Regions from separate parts of the Gasterosteus aculeatus genome. Here region 1 is linked to region 2. The links are chromatin contacts, called in public Hi-C maps. All regions are on one chromosome and are shown on one strand. The core of a region is the stretch at or near the end of the contact, and the rest is flanking DNA. Distances in the headings are between cores, read along the strand shown. Region 1 holds the start of tmem106ba (transmembrane protein 106Ba). Region 2 overlaps thsd7ab (thrombospondin, type I, domain containing 7Ab).

Region 1 (2,766 bases), core at 17-2,516, 110 kb before region 2:
CAAATTAACGTATTTATACTTGTACTTATATGCGTCGAATGAAATTAATGTAGTCAAGTAACCGCTGCAACATTATCCTCTGAATTGCACCGAGGTGGAAGTTTAGGAAGCAAAAACTGGAAGTTGTTATGCTACTTTCACTATATTTGACTGCATACTCCATTACATCCCCAATTCACTTTTCAGTTGAATGTTATATTACTGATTTCTCTGCAGTTTATAAAGTTATTCAAAGTAGCTTTACCTTTTCCTCATAACAGTAATGTACACATTAAATCATCCATCACGATGTAAAATTCAGTCATATATCAACATGCTGTAATAGAAGGACTTTTATATCTACTGGTTATCTTGCTAAAACGTACTATTTATTGTTATTATTTTTACCAGATAGTCTACACAACGTATTACACTTGATCATTTTTATAACAAATGTTATCCAACCAATATTCACCAAAACCAGCAGCAGACACACACCAGTTTTATCAACACTGTCAAACTTTTACTGAAAATGTCTCGATACATATTTAATCAAGACTGGAAAAAGCAGGAGTATTTTAATAATGTTTTTACATTAGATCAAGATCTAAATCAATGTAAAAACTTGTCTACTGTTATAAAACGACATGCGTTGTGTAACACCGGTTGCTCCCAGCATGCACCGCAGTCCGGCCGAACGTCGTACCGTGTCACTAGGCCTCAGCGGCTGAACTAACCGGTCGTCCCACAACGCGGGGACACCGGGACAACACCGAACTGTCGGAGGAGACACCCCGCTGGTCGTTGCCCAGCGACACCGTTGTCATGCAAAGAGGCCGACGTCACAGGCCGCCGCTATGCGTCCGAGCCCGGTTGAGAGAACACGACGTACCGGGGGGGGGGAGAAACCCTCCTTTCTCTCACACGGACACACCGAAAGCGACGCTCGGTTTTTAACAAACGAGCATTTCAACGCAGTCGTCGTCGTCCTCCTGACATTTAATCAACCGTGTCGTAGTGAATCAACGGCGGCGTCGCAGTTACCTCACCGTGACGGATAGAACACGCCGAGCGCGAGCGGGCCCGCGTGTCGTTATCTTTAAGGTAGATGCGCGTCCTTACCCGTTTCCCTGTGTCACTTGGTGGACATTCGCCTTGTCGTTCGCTGCTTTGTTTTGGCTCGGCACGTCAATGGCGACACGGAGCCCCTCCCTCCTCCCCCCATTGGTCAGAGTCCTAGCGGGGGCGCCATCTAGCGGTGGGACCCCGCCACGACACATCAAGATCAACATTAAGTCTTCGAAACCGGTTGAGTATTTGAGCAATGTCACTTGTAACATTCCCCCTGTGATTGTAATACTGGTGTATATATATATATATATATATATATATATATATATATATATATATATATAATGATATACGAGTAGAAGAAGGACTTTGATAGTTTTTGTGAGTAGCGTTACCTTAATGTGTCGTTTGATTATTATCCCTCATGCATTCTCAATCAGCATTTTCAATCAGCATTTTCTATATTGTAGATTGTTACACTGAATTGAAAAAGAAATGTGTATCTTAAATTTGATAAAATGTACTGCATTCCAGTATGCCATGATTATTGTACAGGTATATGTTCCATGTCATTGGATTATTATTTGTGATGTATTATAATTTAATGATTCATTTAATATCGGCCCTGGTCGTAGTTACACACGAGAGAACTGATGGCGGTTACTTTATCCACTGTTTTATAGTTAAGTATGTATTATATTTAAGAGGTTTATCATATTTCTACATGTAAAATCTCCATCCGCATACCAGCTTAAACTGTCGGTATATAACGTGGAGTTAAAATGGCAGTATTTTAATCTGAATGCAGTGATTTATAAGTGTAAAGTAGAACCAATTGAAAACACTTACAATAGTATTTGAATAACTGTGACTAGATTCTTCCACCATAAATGCCCTTTAACACTATTCACAAAATAAAGTGGATCATATAGGTGGACCATCGGCTAAGTCTCTTTAAATGTTATGTATCACAAAAGCCCACAGAGGCAAACATGTGCCTCAAGGAAATAAAGAAAATCTGACCCATTATTACAAAAACTTGATCCCATCATTCTATTAACGTGTACTTTAAACCAGACTTTTGCCAGTGAAAACTTCCTCCCACAAAACCGAAAATCCAAAAATTGTAGCAATGTCTCCTGAAATAAATTGAAACACTTTGGGGGGTTTTACCTTTATTGTTTTATGTCCTTATATGTGATGAGCAGTGTCTTATTGTCATTTTATTCATGATTATTTGAGTCAAACTTTAAATACTTGTTTAGATAATAAACTAAAGTAATAATACTACTAATTAAGGTAACGCTACTCACAAAAACTATCAAAGTCCTTCTTCTACTCGTATATCAACTACCTCCTTTCAAATACTTTCCCGTATATGTTCGTTAAAAATGAACCCAAGTAAGAGTTTTGGAGGCTTCAAATGAAACACCGCAACATTCCAGAATATCTCAAATGATTGTACTTGTCTTTGCTTTTGCCAGATGATGGCAGTGTGCTGCCGTGTGTCTCTGTGTGTGACTTGTTTGGCTGTGTGTCCAAACAACACAACAACAACAACGATGACGTGGTCATTGGTGCCGGTGAGCAAACATCAAATTATAACAGCGGCAATGGATTTATTTGAATCCGTTTAACCTCTGAATGATTGCAGAGGAAAACGCTATAATAATGCATAATGTGGCGAGGGAAGAGTCCACTTTGAAAATGGAATTC
Region 2 (2,700 bases), core at 137-2,636:
AAATGGTTTTATTTTGTTTTAGAAAAGGACCAGATTAAGTCAGATTAAGGCAACCAGTGGACTAACTGGTTCAACTCTAACAAAACTCAGAAAACCAGTCTGTGTTGTTGGCGAGAGGCTGTAAGTACACCTCGGTTTATTCAAGTCAAACCATTTGGGAAACATTCCTGCGCCGTATTTGGAACGGCAGCTCAATGTAAGCTCCACGTCGGTAAATTGGTAACTGTCTGAAATGTCAGAAATATACCTTTGCTAAAAGAATAGAATAACTATGGACTTGTCTCCGTATTTGTCCTTTCCTGGACGGAGGTTTCACAGGCAGCTTTTCAATCTAAAACATGTACATTTTCTTCCTCGAAGCGACAGCAGTACTCAGCAAGGAAGGATTTCCTTTGACTCATCCCCCCTCCCCCTCCCCCCCCCCCCCCCCCTTCTGTGCCGCCCCCCCCCCCCCCCCCCCCCCCCCCCCGATCTCCCGCAGGAGGTTGTCCTCCTCTGAGCCCCCCAGAGAGCAACGACTCCTGTGACCCTCCGTGTCTCAAGACAAAGTCCTTCTGCAGCGAGGTGAGCGGCTCCTTCTTCCCCCGTCGCCTGTTACAGTAAATGAAAAGAGTGAAGAGCTCATCTCATGGAGAACATTCGCCGTTGCACACACGGACCAAAACAATGGAAACAACGAGGGAGACGCAGCCGTCAAAGCGAAGGTCCACGGTCCGCTCGCTGCTGTCAGAATTGAATTAGAATGCTGCATCAAGATGTGAAAGCCGCAGCTGTCACTCAGCTGTGCGGCGTCAAAGTCATAGAGAAACATTTTCTACGCTCACCCGATACGGCAGCCGGTGAATCTGAACGTTTATGGAGACTAACGGCTCGTTGTTTTTTAGACCAGCAGTAACGGCCGGGTGTAAACGCCTGCAGAGCAGAGCAGGAAGGTCACACTCATCTGATGATGAGTCAGGACATCTGAGGTCACAGGTTCAATTCCCCGGACCAGCGTGACAAATGCACTCCGTTCATGAGGAGGACTTTCTAAGAGTGCAGCAACAAATCCCACCTTTATGAATGTTACCTTCAGTTTCGCGAGGTGTGAATTCCACTTCATGAACAGAAAAGTCTTTCTGATATTTATTCCTCCCATTACACAGAAACGGTATCATCACTGACGGCGACATGCTCTGAAATGTGTATCTTAACGTCTTAGACTCTGACATAAGAGACGTGGCCCGTCGTTTTCCTTCATGTGCCGTGTCTGCAAACCAAACACGGCTCTGTGCTGCCCCCTGCAGGCCGCTACCTGCGCGTGCGAGGAGGGCTTCACGGAGGTGCTGTCGGCCAGCGGGCAGCTGGACCAGTGCGCCCCCATCCCGGTCCTGGAGATCCCCACGGCGGGGGACAAGAAAGGGGATGTGAAGACCAGTCGTGCCATTAACCCCACCCTGCCCTCCACCGCGCAGCCCGGACGCAGCGGGCGCACCTGGTACCTGCAGCCTTACGGACCAGGTCAGACCACCTCGCCACTAGGCCAGTGTATAGCAGTCGGGGAGCTAACTCCACCTTAATGTTCTCCCCCGAGGTAGTCAAGACCTGATCAGAAAAAACAGCAAATAAAGAGGAGGCAGAAAATGAACAAGGACACAGCAATATATGTTAGTGAGTGTTGTTACCACAAAGCAATAGAGTATATTAATAATCACACGTTAAACTGAAGGGCTCGGTTCAATTCACTTAATTAGTATAACTTAACATCACAAATCCCTTCGGATGGCTTTACAATCCAAACACACATTCAACGTCCTCCAAAAAACTCTTTTTATTTAAAAAATATTTCTAATTTTACCTCTCAACAACAAAGACAAGTGCCCACGATGCCTTTTTAGGTTCATCAGAAGGGGTTTAACAAAACCCGGCTTTCGCCAAACTTTCCCTCCCTGTCGAGCGGCGCGTAATCCCCGAGGTAACGTCACGCGGCGACGGCATAACGCACTAGTGCTTTGTGTCGGCGGGTTTAACGCGCCAACTAAAACTGACGCATTAAAGAAACAAAAGACGCATCGGGCACACGAACCTCGCCGCCCCCCTCCGAGGCCGCCGGGACGTTAAGGTTTGAGAGGTGCAGCCGCACACTGCGTTGTGACTGATGGTGCATGACAGCAGGGGAAACATTTCGGGAGGCGGGAGGGCAGAACAGATTTGAGTCGACGCCTGTCAGAGCAGGAACTTCCACACGTCCTTTATGGTCCACATGAAGGTTCCTCCTCCTGTGCTTCATTACAGTGAGACGTGAAACGTGCTTGAAACAAGGTAACTGTAGTAACAAGTGTCATTGTAGGTAAAAGGAGAAATAAATGATGAGTTCCTGCTGAACTTTGGGAGACATTCAAATCACATTTAGAAAAAGAATGAGCATTAAAGTAGCTTAAGTACAAGCATTATTTGAGAATAACATGTATTTGATCATTGGATGATGACTATTATCTGTAATGTTGCAGCCGGTGTAAAGGGAGCAGATGTTTACGACTTTAACAAAATACTTAGAGTAGCTTGATACATTAAAATTGATTATATATCTATATATATATAGATATATAATTTTGTATTAGTTGTCTATGCAAAGTATCAAGCAACTGAAGCTGTCAAAATAGCCGTGGTGGAGTGAAATGTGTAATAGTATAAAGCAGATAAAAAAGTACTTGTTCTTGC

What was found. Hi-C and Micro-C count contacts between places; a contact is called where the count stands out from the background.
Region 1: a Hi-C map of skeletal muscle shows a contact between it and region 2, with 14 times the contacts expected there. The contact joins the promoter of tmem106ba here to the enhancer-like site in region 2. A contact is called at or near these places in 4 of 6 Hi-C or Micro-C datasets (skeletal muscle, tail fin and whole body).

What each region holds. Positions count from the first base shown.
Region 1 is chr20:5,316,750-5,319,515 of fGasAcu3.hap1.1, reverse strand. tmem106ba (transmembrane protein 106Ba) reads right to left here and starts at 1,266. Exons shown (of 8, transcript XM_040164408.2): 1 at 1,102-1,266.
Region 2 is chr20:5,211,192-5,213,891 of fGasAcu3.hap1.1, reverse strand. thsd7ab (thrombospondin, type I, domain containing 7Ab) reads left to right here. Exons shown (of 29, transcript XM_040164405.2): 26 at 482-564; 27 at 1,287-1,500. Among protein-coding and RNA genes, the nearest start is that of LOC120811090, 8.3 kb to the right of the region's middle. Within about 2 kb of position 1,386, at least 1 of the 9 cell types and tissues checked has open chromatin away from gene starts, as enhancers often do.